Linked DNA regions of Mus musculus: regions 2 and 3 are each linked to region 1. A link is a contact called in public HiChIP or PLAC-seq data. All regions are on one chromosome and are shown on one strand. Each heading gives the region's core, a stretch centred on a gene start, on an enhancer-like site or on the middle of the called end of the contact. The rest is flanking DNA. Distances are from core to core; before and after follow the strand shown. Region 1 has its middle 16 kb from the start of Gm33519. Region 2 has its middle 62 kb from the start of Syk. Region 3 has its middle 79 kb from the start of Syk.

Region 1 (4,834 bases), core at 1,751-4,250:
CAGCAGGGTAAATACATGGGAGCTGGAGACACTGAAAGGGTCTGTTTCAAAAGACAGATACAAAATGGAATTCTGTGGCTGTGGCAGTGTTATACCCAGAAGTCATCAGCGGAGGCACCATCAGTGGCTGTGAGGACCACTGTTCTAGACCATGGGTTTTTTGAGGGTCCAGCTTAGCTTTTTACCAAGGCATCTCCATGGCTCTGCACTGGTCAAATGGGATGGTGTCTTAGTCAGGGTTTCTATTCCTGCACAAAACATCATGACCAAGAAACAAGTTGGGGAGGAAAGGGTTTATTCAGCTTACACTTCCACATTGCTGTTCATCACCAAGGAAGTCAGGACTGGAACTCAAGCAGGTCAGGAAGCAGGAGCTGATGCAGAGGCCATAGAGGGATGTTACTTACTGGCTTGCTTCCCCTGGCTTGCTCAGCTTGCTTTCTTATAGAACCCAAGACTGCGAGCCCAGAGATGGTACCACCCACAAGGGGCCCTCCCATCCTTGATCACTAATTGAGAAAATGCCTTACAGCTGGATCTGATGGAGGCATTTCCTCGAGGGAGGCTCCTTTCTCTGTGATTACTCCAGCTTATGTCAAGTTGGCACACAAAGCCAGCCAGTACAGATGGAGATTGTCCTCTTCTCTCAAGATGTCCCAGAGACAAGCTGGCCCCTGTCTCTTACCTACAAGGGAGAGGATTCCAGTTGCCCTGTGTCAATCAGAGCCAAGCACAAGCTCAGTCCCAAGTGGTATTGCACTTGAGAAAATCTCCACTCCGAAATTGTTACAGATGCACAAATAAAATAATTATTCTATCCACTTCCAGCCCTTTCCTGGGAATTCTACAGCTCACTTTGCAAAGACACACACCCACCCCTGGCAAAGGAGACTTGATTCCAGGTTGTGGACAGAGCTGGGCTCTGTTCATCTCAGCAGCCCTGAGCCTTCTATGGTGTTTATCTCTGGAATTTTTCACTAGTTTTGGATCACTGTTGACGGTTGGCACTGCCACCATCAGAAGTGGAGTCTATGATGAGACAGGGCTGCTGTTGTCTGCTGCTCATTAACCCTCAGCACACGGACTCTTGCGGTCTCTGGAAATCACGTGATCGAGCTTTCCCTGACCATCGCCAAAGATGGTGTTCTGGTTCTTGCTTTAATCCACACCAGGGGACACTTAACAAAGCAAACGGTCTTAACATTCCAGTCTCATGAAAACCAAGGAGCCAGCCCACCCAAACTCAAGGACACGAAACTACCTATGACGTGAGATCTCAAGCACAGATTTTTTTTTAATAGTGAAGAACATTTGTTGACTTATAAGTATGGGCTAGAAATTAGACAACTTTATATCAATGCTAACTCTCTGATTTTAATATTTGTATTATGTTTTTTAAAAAACACTTGTTGTGTGTGTGTATATGGGGAGGGGTGTCCTGGCACATATATAGAGGTCAGGGGGTGTGTCCTGGCACATGTACAGGGCTCAGAGGACAGCTTGTAGGAGTTGATTCTCACCTTCCACCATGTGGATACTGGGGAGTGAACAAAGATCATCAGTGACATGCCTTCTCCAGCAAGGCCACGCCCCTAATCCTTCCCAAACAGTTCCACCAACAGAAGGCCAAGGAAATAAATGAGCCTATGGGGAATGTTCTCATTCAAACTACCACCAACAGAGACACAGTGAATGGCCAGAGCCAAGAATACTGTGGAGTTAGAGTCTGCAAATGAAAGGAGGAGGGTGGTGGTTGGGTGTCGTTTTTTTTTTTTAATTTATTTTATGTATGTGAGTACACTGTAGCTATCTTCAGACACACCAGAATTGGGCATCAGACCCCATTACAGATGGTTGTGAGCCATCATGTGGTTGCTGGGAATTGAACTCAGGACCTCTGGAAGAGTAGTCAGCGCTCTTAACCACTAAGCCATCTCTCCAGCCCAAGGTGGCAGTTGTTAATGACAACAATCCATGTGTGTGCTTCCCAAAGAGGCCTAGAGACCCACACTGCTGAGGTAAGCTATTCTGCACAAGACAGCTTGGGGAAATGTTGAGGTTTTGATCATTTCCATGGATCCTCAGAACAGACATTTCCTGACTCAGCTTTAAACGCTCTCTGACCTGGCTGTGATTCTGTCTATTCACTCTGTCTCCCTTCCTACATCGGCGGTTCTCCCCCTCCATCAGCCCTCAGTGGTTTGTGGACAGCCCTAACTGCCTGCCAGCCCTGTGCTCAAGGGGCAGCTGAGGACTAGGAGAGGTGCCCCAAAGATGGGGATCCCAAGGAACAGTTCAGGATGCAGAGAAGACAACCCCTTTTCATGGAAGACCTGGAGATGGTGGGTATGTCAGGCTGGAGGCAGCTGGCAGGAGAACAGACATGAGTTGAGTGTAGACATGACCAGGTGACAAAAACCTATAAGGACACAGCAGGGAGATGTTTGCTTCTTGAGCTCGCCAGGAAGTGAAGCCAGGAACGGAGGCTGGTCACAGTGGTCATCAAGCCAGGGGTAGGAGCACTGCAGGAGAACATGGAGAGATTTCAGTGGGACACAAGATCTCAGAAGACACTGCTCCTAAGAACTCGCTCCCGGTTCCCTTTGTACGTTCTTTTCACAGGGCTCCCCATCCCATACTCTAAGCTTGCTCTTCCAGACTTATATAAGCCTAACACATCAGTGTGCTGAAGATATATGGACTGAATTCCAATTTATAGTAGCGCCTCCCCTGGAGTCACAATACCTGGAAGCACAGGATAACTTAGAGCCACCTCACTCCCTGGAAAGAACATTGTGTTCATCATCAGAGGGTCAGGGCTGGACATTTTTGTCTCTGGATGTCTCCTGCTTAGCCTTCAGGGTCCACTACCATTTGCTTAAATGAGTGGGTTGAGAGGCAGATGTTTCTGGCAGCTTTGTTCTGTGGCTGTATAGCTCAGCCTCAGTGCTTGGTAGGATATGTGCTATTTTCCCTTTGCCTTGTGTATTGACTCGCTGGCCTGTCAGTGTGGCCCGACTGTGTTTTGGAAAGTCTCCATGGATTTTGGGGACTGTGCACTGATGTAATGCCATGGGTATCTTATGAACATTCCTTTAGATTACCCTTGGCTGCACGAGCACGGCCACATTCCTTACCAGTGAACAGGAGGCAGCACCCGGGTTGGGGTGGGGGTGTGAGTATTTTTAAACTGGTTTCATTAGTAACTCTTCACTTTCTATCACTCTGGGGATAAGGGGCTTTGAGGGGGCAGCAGACTTCATGGGGAAGTTTTCTCTGGAAGCTGCAAAGGATGAAGCGGGGAAAATCCAAAAATAGTTTAGGAAATTAGTCATCTGTCTCCAAACTGTGTTGAGTTACAGTTTTGGATTTCACTTAATGGAACTTAAAAAAAAAAAAAAAAACTGGACATGCAGAAAGTTTCACAATCTCTTCCACAGAGGTCAGAAAGGTCCATTTTTGTAGCCCCAAAAAGAGGCAAAGTTCCCATCGACTAGAACGTGGTAATCACACTTTTCATAATGGAAGGCCATACTCTCGGACCTTGGAAACAACTTGATCTTTCTACTTTCGCTAAGTTTCTCATATCAAAGGTCAATAATTAGATTGCCTTCTGATTTGCTTACTTAAAAGAGGGACAGTGTACAGTCTATGCAAAGCATTTCTTTAGCAGACACAAACATTTTGAGGCTAATATGTTAAGCACATATTTATCCATTAAAAAATATTCCCGAAGGAGAGTTTAAATGGAAGAGCTAACAGTTCTTGTTGTTTAATCTTTGAGACAGGAACTTGTGTAGCCCAGGCTGGCCCCCAACTTGCTAAGTAGCAAGGGTGACCTTAAACTTAAATCCTCTTGCCTCTGCTTCTCAAGTGTTGGGATTGTAAGTGTGTACCAGCATGCCTAATGCGTTACCGGAATACTTCTTCTGTCTTATTCCTAGGCCAAGCAACTGTGTGGGAATCTCAAGGTAGCTACATAGCTACTTTCACTTTGATTTTGCATTCGAATGTGTCTCAGGCAGTGAGGGCTTTTGGGGAATGGGTGGGGAAGCTTGCTACAGACAGCCCTGTTTTCACGGTCCTATGAATGAATGATGCTGCATCCCAGTGGAAGGAAAATTTCAAGGAAATCCTGAGCCCAGGCAGAGGCACAGCCAGGCTGCTCTGCATAGCCTGGGGAATGGGAATTCCACAGCCAGTGAGTTCTGGCTTGGTGCTGATGCAAAGCATAAAGTCTTATGGAGACACATCCTCAGAGAGCATCTCATGGGAGCGTGCCGTAAGCTGATGGGGCATGCGGGCACCGTCTACATGGTCGGATGACCCACACCTTCTGATCTGTGGGCGCTTTGGGTGCTGAGTTACACAGAATTCTCAGTGGCTTTTGTTGGGGGTAGGTCCTTTCACCCACTTCCCCGGAACTTTCTGACAACCTTTGGACAGCAGGCAGACTCATACTTCAACCGCAAAAGAGCCACTGAGAGCAGACTGCTGATGGCTATTAGCACCGCCCTGGTGGCCCCACAAAGAAACCATAAGCCCAGCTTTCAGGATGCAGAGGGAAACAGTGCTGGCCTGAAAAGATCCCCAAAGCAACCAGGAAAAGACAGAAACTCTCTGATGAGGCATGTCTTACTCAGGGTTCCTATTCCTACACAAAGCATCATGGCCAAGAAGCAAGTTGGGGAGGAAAGGGTTTATTCAGCTTACACTTCCACATTGCTGTTCATCACCAAGGAAGTCAGGACTGGAACTCAAGCAGGTCAGGAAGCAGGAGCTGATGCAGAGGCCATGGAGGGGTACTACTTACTGGCTTGCTTCCTCTGGCTTG
Region 2 (4,834 bases), core at 710-3,209, 370 kb after region 1:
CTGCTTTCCCCTCTCAGTCTCCAAGCCGCTCTACCTCATCACTGCCTTGTGGGGTGATCCACGCCATCTTTCCTAAAGGATCTAGACCCCAGAATCTGACTTGAGTTGGGTTTCTGTCCTTTGGGCAGATTAAACAGGTTCGTGGTTAGCTGCAAGCCACCAATAATGTGTCAGTATCACATTGAGGAAAGAAAGAAAAGCTCTTGCCCTTGGAGTCATTTAGCCAAGAGGGATTTCAGATTCAAATTCTCCACTCCATGCTCCCTAGGCCTTCTGTCTTCTGTCTACATGAGTCCAAGCCTGTGCCTGACTGAAGGCTATCCTTCGGATCGTTCCCTGTATCTGTCACATGGCTGTGTCTGTCTCTGTGTCTGTGAGTGGCGTGACTGTTCTACCTAACACAGGCCTTTGCTCTGCCTTTATTGAGAGTCATGGAAAGCATCTCTCGGGGAAGGAATGGGATTCTTTTCAGAAATCTTTAACGGAGGTTTTATAAGGGATGAAGTCACTGGCTCCAACTGGTCCTAACTGTCTCAGACAACAAACATCACTGCTTATTGGCCAGCGTCCATAAGTGGATGCCATCCACCTGTAGGATAGATTTTAAGAAGTTGCCTTCAACTTCTGTGTTTGCTGTTTAAAGCAAATGATACATATGCCTTGTTCCAGGTTGGGGGCATAGAAGAGTGCATAACTTAAGATTGCAGCTATGCATTAGCTTCGGTTGTAAAAGCTGATTACATGGGAAATCCTAGGCAAGCAAGCTTGGTTATTACAGTGTTCTCTTAGAGGCAGACTAAACAAACAGTTTGAGTCCACAGTAGGATAGCAGCCTTAAGTCTTAAGTGACCTCAAGGTGCATTATTAACTCTGGCTGTGAGGTCCAGCAGAAGTTCCAGTCTTGTAGAATATAAGAGATAATTTTATTATAGTGCATCGCCGTAGTCCTTGACTTTGTGTGCAAGGCATGGTAATGTTGCGATGCATTGTGGGTCCTCCTGTGCTGCAGGCAGACTCCTTACCACCTCCTTTGCGATAACCTACTTTATTTTCTCTTGGGACATTAAAGCAGACACCGACAGTAACTCACTTTTAACTCAGAATTATGAAGGATCCCAAAGGGGTCAGATCAAGTCTTCATATCCACTTCCGTGCAGCCGAGTTCTTGCTCTGTGCTGGAACTATCTCCTTCCCTCTGGCACTAAGATTTCAAGCCAAGCAGAGCATTCAGTCAGAAGAATGGGGAAAAAAGAAAGATGTTGCCAACGTGCCACTAGGGATTCCAGTGAGTGGCACCATCCCATGTCCACTCTTTGATCTCTGATCTGGGATCCCTAGGGTTTTAATCTCGGATGTCTCCCATGGGAATTCCCAGTATTGATCCCAGGTGGTGGTACTGTTGAGAGGGGACATGGAGCTTTTAGGAGGAGGCGGGGTCCAGCTGGGAGAATCAGGTTGTGGGGGTGGGCCTTTGAAGCTCATGGCGGCCTCTGGGCCAGTGCTTTCTTTATCTTCCCACGATGGGAACAGGATTCTCCATCTGTTTTGTCTCTTGGTGACTGAGCTTCTCTTCCCTCCATGGGCCCTTCATGGACCACTGCCCCCAAACCGGGAGCCACGAGAGAGACAGCTCCAGACAGATGATGTTAATTCAGGATATCTAAGTCCCAAGGAGAATCTCCGGGGTAGTCATGATTATTCAAAGCACTGAATAGTAAGCTTGGCTTCCTGGCAATGTGCTCAGGTTAGCCCCCTTCTCCCTCCTGGCACCATCATTAGGCCCTGATCGCAGTTAGCAAAAGGAAGAGCCTGTGCAAACAGACACATTTCTGCACCACCCAAGCCCTGTCGATCTTTCTGGCATTTCTCAGATATTTTCTTGGTTGTGTCAGGAGGATTGCTCATCGTTGGTTTTGACTCATGTCTCAAAATCAAGGAGAGACATTAGCTGTCCCTGTCTTGCGGTTTTTCTCAACACAGCTAGCATGCCTGGGCGTGAGAAGGTACTGGGACGGGGAGAAGGACCAGGTGGAGGCAGGGCAGAGCCTGGAGCCAGGGTCTTCACCTATGCCCATCCGAAAGCATCTCAAATGTGCACAATGCTACGCCCTTGCCTGGAAAGCACAGGCTGGGCTTGAATAGCTTCTCCCTGGCTCCCGGATGCTGTAAGCAGGAATCTTCTAGTCTGGAATAACTCATGAGTCAGTCACAGTTTGGTTTTCAAACCGCTCTCCCTTGGTCAAAATCCCAGGTTATCTGAGTGCCATTAGCAAGGCTGAGCATTCGTGTCGTCCTTGAAACCACTGGCTTCCTGGGAAAGGTCCCGAGGTTCCAGTAATCAAGAGACACTGGAGCAGAGACCAACAGGCTTCTCGCTTAGTCTGCACCCCACCGTTGCCAATCAAAGCCACCAAGATGACTCTATTTTGATGTCAAACTAGCAGACATGATTTTGTGCAAAGTGGACTCTCCTCCCCAACCCCCTTTTGAGACAGGGTCCAGTCAGGCCTTGCGTTGATTATGTAGCAGAGCAGCAAGCGAACACACCCGCTTTTACTCAGTACTCAGACTAAAGCACACTAGGCAAGCTGTCTGTCGACTGAGCCACCCGCCACCTAGGCTCCGAGTAGATTTTTAAAAGAGTAAATAAAGAGATCCGTTTAAATTCCCACTCAGCAGTACTTTGATGTCCAAGATTAGAAATTGCTTCCTTGTATATTATTTCTGCACCTGCTGGAATGTGATTCCTGCCGTGTATCCACTTGGCAGCGCTGACTCTTGTTAAAACAGGTACTTTGTTAAGGAGGAAGCAGCTCTTTCCTGCCTGTGGCCCCCGTGGCAGTCCTGTCCGAGGATCTGCTGCCACCTACTGGACACATGAAGAGTAGCACTGACAGGCGAATCCCCAAAAGTTGCACTGACTTTCTGAGTTGGTGATTGATAAGAGGGGGGTCTTGTCCAGCATAGAGAGGGGCCCACTGGCCAGGCACGTTCATCTTTGTGTTAGGGGCTTGGTGATATGATAGACCCTCCCTTCCTGCTCTTGTCTTCCTCTTCTTCCTCCCATATCCTCTGACCTCCTGGTAATGCTTGTGTTTATTTAACATGGTCCGGGCTAAAAGATATGAACCAGAAGAGCCAACGGCCACCTTCTGGACATTGCTTCATGATCATCTGTGTGACCTACCCTACTTCAGGATGTCCTTATCTGTGTGACCCATCCCCCAGGTATACCCCATGACACGTGCAGGAGGGCTGGCCGAAGGCTGGGTTGGTGTTACAGGGACGGCATATTCCAGGGCTGAGATTCATATGATGGGCCCTGGAAATCCTGGTGCAAGTCAGGGAACCCAGGGCTGAGCATTGAACTTGGAATCCTGCTGCTGTGTGATGCCTTCTGAGGGGTTCACAGTACGGATTGCCAAGAAAACACCCTGAACTGGTGGCCGAGGTACTTCTCGAGTGTGGGCTCAGAGCTGGTGCTGGGTAGTCTGGTGACTGGCTGTGAACAGACAGACAGATACTAGGGCAGGGTATGGGGACACTTGGAGCAGTCCTGAGGACATTGTCACATTAATGCCCACCCCCCCTCACACACACACTGTTACAACCGTTGCTGACTAGACAGTTAAAGGGAAATTCGTATGGCTTTCTCCAAGCTGAGGGAGGGGCTCTGAGAACGGGGGCCCAGTTGCTCTCACTAATTGTTGGCATGGCCAAGAGCGGCTGGGACTTTGTGAGACATCACCTCGGCTCTCAGCTTCCACTCCTCAGAGGAATGCCCCTTTAGAGTTAGAACAAGTCTCCACTAGACCAGGGCACAGCCAGCCGAGCCTGGCTTCACAAAACGGCTTGGGTCTTCTGGTGCTGTGGAAAACTTCCCCAGGGTTTCCCCTACATCGCGCTTGTCCCCTCTCTTCCGTCTCTTTCTGTATATCTGTGTGTACATCATTAATGTTGTCTCCCTTGTTCTCCCTTCTTCCCCTTTCCTTGTTCTGTCATTTCTCTCACACACATACACATATGTGTGTGTCTGTATGTGTGTCTGTGTGTGTCTGTGTGTGTATGTGTGTCTATATGTATGTCTGGATGTGTCTGTGTGTGTCTGTATGTGTGTCTGTGTGTTTATTTGTGTGTCTCTGTGTCTGTGTGTGTGTCTGAATGTGTCTCTATGTTTGTTCTGTGTCTCTATGTGTGCCTGTGTATGTGTCTGTATGTGTCTCTGTGTGTGTCTGTGCATCTGTATGAGTGTCTGTGTATGTCTGTATGTGTCTGCATGTGTATCTGTGTGTGTCTGTGTGTCTGTATGTGTGTCTGTGTATGTGTCTGTGTGTCTGTATGTGTGTCTGTGTGTGTCTGAATGTGTGTCTGTGTGTGTATGTGTGTCTGTGTGTCTATCTGTGTGTGTGTGTGTGTGTGTGTGTGTGTGTGTGTGTGTATCAATCTCTGTGTGTGTCTCCAGAGATCCCCTAGTCCCTCTGGGGAAGGCTGACAATGACGATAATGTTCATCTTTGTTCTTCAAAGTGTACCCCACCCCCACCCCGAGTGCAGAGATGGCTCTGTTCCTGGGGTTTTTGAGAGACCAGGCAGTTAGGAGATAGGACCCCTGGGTGATTATTTGTGTGGGAACCAGAAAACAAAGCTAGGACATCACAAGTCTTGCTGGATAAAGCCACATAGGCTGCTCAGATAGCAGCTAGCCCAGGGTTGACTCCACCAAGTGGAGTGACTCCAGCAGTGGCATGCATAATTTCCCTTTGAGCTTCTTTGTCTCACCTGGTGGCACTTGTTCTCTGTCTTGGCCTAGAAAGCCCATAAAGCTGTTTAAGGTG
Region 3 (4,834 bases), core at 1,241-3,740, 360 kb after region 1:
CTGCAGTCATGAGTACATACTGCTCCCCACCTCAGACATATCAGGAAAACGCAGATAAATCTTCAAAGAGGCTATTTATTAAAAGAGCAGAGAAAAGACAGAAGAGTGTTGTAGGTGGTGCCTGTCAGCCATTGTGGCCACTGTGAGATCCTGTGCCTTTACTGCGATTGGTCAGTAACAAGTGCTTCCCGATATGGGTATCCCGGCAACCCTCATGAACCCTCATGGGAGCTGAAAAGGGAGGATATGAGGGCCCAGCAGACAGCGGAGGCAGTGCCTCAGCATCCTCTCATCTTCTCTTCTTGTTGTGAACGGCAACCTGCTGAGCCCATTGGTTCTCATCTAATGGCCATGCTTCCCAGTTTCTCCTGACACTTGTGGCCAAGTTAAAAAAAACTGATGAGATGGGGAATGGACAGATGGCTCAGAGGTGAAGAGTAGATGCCATCTTTGCAGAAGACCCAAGTTCAGCTTTGAGTACCCTTGTTCAGAGGCTCACACCAGCTTGTCACTCCAGATTGGGGGGGGGCTAGTGCCCTCTTCTGGCCTCCACAGGCAACTGCACTCATGTGCACACACCACTCCAAACACATGCATGCACACACAAATAAAATAAATCTTTTTAAAGAATAAATAAGATGAGAGAAGAAACAGCAAAACCATAGTAAAGGAAAGGGATGGCCCCACTGCCTGACCTAGGAAACCATAATGGCTCCAAGAACCTGGAGCTAAAAAGCCCATGTAGAAAGCTGCAGAGTGTTCTACCTGCCCAGGCCACCTTTCTCTTAGATCAAAGGAAAGCCAACCTATTTCAGCGACTGTATTTTGGAGTTTTATTAGAATCTTCAAGCCTATTTGTAACTCATGTGCTCCAAAGGTGAAAGTTGACCTGAAGTGGATCATGACTGTAAGAACTCACCCCAGGTTGACCCAGAGTGAAAGTGCCGACTGGCTATGCACACGAGAGGCCTCCCTTCCTACCCCTGGGTAATCAGGACCATGTGGAGTGAGGAAACACATCCTTGGAGGCTGATTGCAGGTTGCAGAAGGTCAGGCTCAGCCTGACCACTGTGCATAAGTGAGGTGTGGCTTGACTCCCATTCAAAGTGAAACCCAATCTCCTTTCATTTTGATCTTCAATAGACACTGGGTGGGAAATGTGTGCGTGCAGCCTGAACTCCTGTGCAATAAATAATAGATGAGATTTCTGCAGTTGATGCAGAGAACCTAGGAGGCTCGATTGAAGCAGGCAAAGAAAAATGGAGTCATCTCCTTTTGATGTTTATGTGTGTGTTTGTGTGTGTGTGTGTGTGTGTGTGTGTGTGGCATGTGGGAGTAATGCTGGCTGAAGGCTTGATGCTCAGACTCTGGCCCTGACTCAGACCTTCATCATGTGTGGAGGTGGACAGGATGGATGTTTGTTTCAAGGTTGGCTGGCTCCATGGTTTTTGAGCCTGTGAGGAAAACTTCTCCTTGAACCCCTGCGTTATTCTGAGGAAGCTGGGCACCATGACAACAGAACACTGACTTAGCTCTGTGGAGTATCACTTGAGAACATATCTCAATCCCTAACCAACAGCCAATACAGGTATGTTTACCATCCTGCAATAAGGTCCCTGACCCCAGATGAACTTCCCAACCTGACATCAAAACCCAGAGCCATGCAGCCAAGCCATTTCCCAATTCCAGACCCTCAGAAACTATGTGGGAAAGGATTTCTGCACAACAAACAGTTTGTTAAGGTACATATAGGAGCTAATTGTAGCTTTAGTGGTAAGTGCTCACCCAGCACATACCAGGCCTGGGGTTTAATCCTAAGCACCCCCTAAGTAATGTCCCTATGCCCAATGTAAGTGTTATGGTTTCATTTCTGTTGCTGTGATAAAATTGTTTGACAAAATAAACTTAAGGGTGGAAGGGTTTGTTTTAGCTCAGAGTTCAAGGAACGGGCTCTGTGGTGGGGCAGCAGGAACTTGAAGCAGTTGGCTACATTATGCCAGAGCATCTATCATGGATGAGGTGAGGCAGCCCCTCTCTCTCTGCTTCCTGTTCATCGGGCTACATGAGGAAGCCCCCACATTCCCTCTGCAGTGTCCTGAACAGCATAGGTACTTTTGGTGACAGCTCCTGGCTGTGAGCATTCCTCTGTGAATATACTCATGTCTGAATCACTACTGGGAATGTACATAGCTCCAGGCCTCATTCCTGCCCAGCCTTGTTTACAGATTATGTCAGCAATGGAATGCGACTTAAATTATTTTAATTTATTTGAGAATAAAATTTATGTTTTCAAAGGTGGAAGCCATGGACCCTGCTGGTCTCATATGTTCTACAAACTGATAGGTCCTTTATGACATGTGATAGAATGGGTCAGATGGTAAATGACCATTATAGTAATGTCATTAGGTTCCCTGTCCCTGTGGGAGGCTGGGGAAAGGACCATGGGATCACAGCCCACAGTGCCAGAATAGGTCAGACTTAATAAATGGAACTCAGGCATAGCCAGCTAAGCATAACTGGAAGTCAACTGCACTCAGCCAGCCACCCTACCCACGAGTCCTGGCATTTCTCATCCTAATGACCTCATAAAATTGCAACAAGGAATAAAATGAGGTCTAGCTAGTGCTTGAGCGTCAGAGTAAGATGGTTATGCTCGATGGTTTCTGAGAACAATTCTGATTTAACGATCTGAGGTCATCTGCGCGAGGCCATAATTTTCATACAAACTGTGTGCATGAATCTAAAGGTGAGCAATTTGATCCGATGGCCTCGCCATCTTGATGCATTCATTTCCTTCATTTCCTCTTTATTGTAAGGATTTAGATTGTGCGCCCAGAGGCCAGAGGAGGGCATCAGGTTCCCTGAAGCTGCAGTTACAAGTTGTAAGTCCAAAGTGGGTGCCGGGAATGGAACTCCACGTGCATGTGCCTTATACTCCACACGTACTGAGAAGGACTTTTTTTTTTTTTTTTTTGGCTCAGTCATAGCTCTTGAGTTACTGCAACTTTTGGTCTGGAGACATGCTGCTGTCTTTTGGAGATACTAGACTTAAGTTTCATGAAACTTTGATATGGAAAAATGATATGAATGAGAATATTTTGCGATTCCCCGTGAAAGCAGCTCCAGCCCACAGTGCACCATGGACGGAGGGGCGGGGGCGGAGGGGGCGGAGCGTGGTGGGGCGGGGCGGGGGTGGGGCGTTCTCTTCTGAGCAGACACTCAGGAGTTTCCTTATCTGCCAAGCACTTAAGGACAATACTAGTCGATCTAAAAGTAAGCCTGCTTTTGTGTCACCACACTCTAGGGACTCTCAACATCAAGACTGACATTCTCTTCTCATTTTCCTAGAACTTCTTGTTGATGCAATTCTGAACAGCTCTTTCAGTGATAGTTACACACACGTCCACTTAACATATCAGGAAGAGACTTTCTTTTCTCTTCTTTCTATTTTTTAAAACATTTATTTATTGTGGGAATACATATATATATATGTATACGTATACATATACGTATATGTATATGTATACACACACACACACACACACACACACACATATGCCAAGGCGCATGTGTGGAGATCCCAGGGCAATTTTCGGAAATCAGTTCTTTCTTTCTACCGTGTGAGTCCTAGGGGTAGAATTCAGTTTCTAAAACTTGATGGAAAGTGGCCCTTACCTGCTGCGCCACCTAATCCCTCACCCACTTGGCAGATCCTTTATTAATTATGGAATTCATCCTCTAGGTTCACATGGGATGTGTACACATTCATGTTGAGAGCCATTGTTGTATAGCATTTTTTTTCCTAAATAAATGCATCCTCTCCTAGAAGGACAATCATTCCACACAGGAAGTAAACAAGCCTCGGAGAGTTTCAACAAGCCCATTAGCACCCAGAGATCCTTAATCCAAATTATCACCTAAATAGCCTAGTTCTTAATTAGGTCTTGGCTCCCTTTCTCACTAGCCAGGCCTCCTCGGTCCACATTTCCCTCAAGATTTTTCTTCCAGGATTACAGCCTTATGTTACTGGCACTTGGAGCTTATCTAGTTTGGGGGCAGAAGTGGCATCTTTCATTTATGGGGTGTGTTGAGACAACCCTAGGCTCCCATTCTTTCTCATCTGCCGTGACATGTATCCCAGATCTGCTTCACCAGACAGAGTCCCTGCCAGTCTTCTGTGGGAGGCGACCTTGACCATCTGGCTGAATCAGCTCCTTTGGGTTAGGACTTCCTTCCTCGCGTTCTCTGGCCATTTTACCTCCCAAGTTCTGGATGAAACATAGCCAGCTCTGCAGAACCTCCTCTGAATTCAGCATGGTTCTGTGCTGGTCTTTGATCTTTTGAAATCTATCTTCCCAGTGGACTGATGGCATGTCTGGGATGGATAGAACATCTAAGAACCCCTGAATCCCTGGGGGGTGGGGGGAGCTTAGTCTCAGTAGCAACGTGATGCTTGATGAAATTCAGAACCTGCACGGGGTGCTAGGATTAGTAAGACTATCAGGTATGCACAGCATTGGAAGATGGTAACGAGGAGAAGCATTCCTAGCCAGCCCTTTGATATCCCAGAGAGCAAACTTTCAACTCTCACTTCTCAGTCAGACGGCAAGCTCAGCTGTTAGAAGTGTTCCACTGATGCTGTCTGCAATGTGGCTATCTCAGCAGCACAAGCCTATTACTGACATCAGATATCCACCCCCAGTCCCTGCTGGATGCTTACATGTTGAGTAAATACAAATATCCTGGAGTCCCAAATTCTGCTGAGTGTAACCTGATACCACGGAACGAGCACCATCAGTATTGGCTCTAATGAGCTTCCTGTTGCAACAGCAGT

What was found. HiChIP or PLAC-seq counts read pairs in DNA pulled down with a chosen protein or histone mark.
Region 2: a contact with region 1 is called in an H3K27ac HiChIP or PLAC-seq map of embryonic fibroblasts, with 6 times the contacts expected there. The contact joins two enhancer-like sites. A contact is called at or near these places in 1 of 15 datasets of contacts at CTCF or cohesin (the NIH/3T3 cell line), 3 of 484 Hi-C or Micro-C datasets (bone marrow-derived macrophages, embryonic fibroblasts and natural killer cells) and 4 of 115 datasets of contacts at active chromatin or transcription factors (the NIH/3T3 cell line, embryonic fibroblasts, fibro-adipogenic progenitors and 1 more).
Region 3: a contact with region 1 is called in a CTCF HiChIP or PLAC-seq map of the NIH/3T3 cell line, with 6 read pairs. The contact joins two enhancer-like sites. A contact is called at or near these places in 1 of 15 datasets of contacts at CTCF or cohesin (the NIH/3T3 cell line), 3 of 484 Hi-C or Micro-C datasets (bone marrow-derived macrophages, embryonic stem cells and natural killer cells) and 4 of 115 datasets of contacts at active chromatin or transcription factors (the NIH/3T3 cell line, embryonic stem cells, pancreatic cancer cells and 1 more).

What each region holds. Positions count from the first base shown.
Region 1 is chr13:53,032,012-53,036,845 of GRCm38.p6, reverse strand. No RefSeq gene overlaps it. Among named protein-coding and RNA genes, the nearest start is that of Gm33519, 16 kb to the right of the region's middle. Within about 2 kb of position 3,000, at least 65 of the 459 cell types and tissues checked have an H3K27ac peak or open chromatin away from gene starts, as enhancers often do. A contact at or near this core is called in the NIH/3T3 cell line, embryonic fibroblasts and pancreatic cancer cells, where this site is marked.
Region 2 is chr13:52,656,661-52,661,494 of GRCm38.p6, reverse strand. No RefSeq gene overlaps it. Among named protein-coding and RNA genes, the nearest start is that of Syk, 62 kb to the right of the region's middle. Within about 2 kb of position 1,959, at least 60 of the 459 cell types and tissues checked have an H3K27ac peak or open chromatin away from gene starts, as enhancers often do. A contact at or near this core is called in the NIH/3T3 cell line and embryonic fibroblasts, where this site is marked.
Region 3 is chr13:52,673,432-52,678,265 of GRCm38.p6, reverse strand. No RefSeq gene overlaps it. Among named protein-coding and RNA genes, the nearest start is that of Syk, 79 kb to the right of the region's middle. Within about 2 kb of position 2,490, at least 30 of the 459 cell types and tissues checked have an H3K27ac peak or open chromatin away from gene starts, as enhancers often do. A contact at or near this core is called in the NIH/3T3 cell line and pancreatic cancer cells, where this site is marked.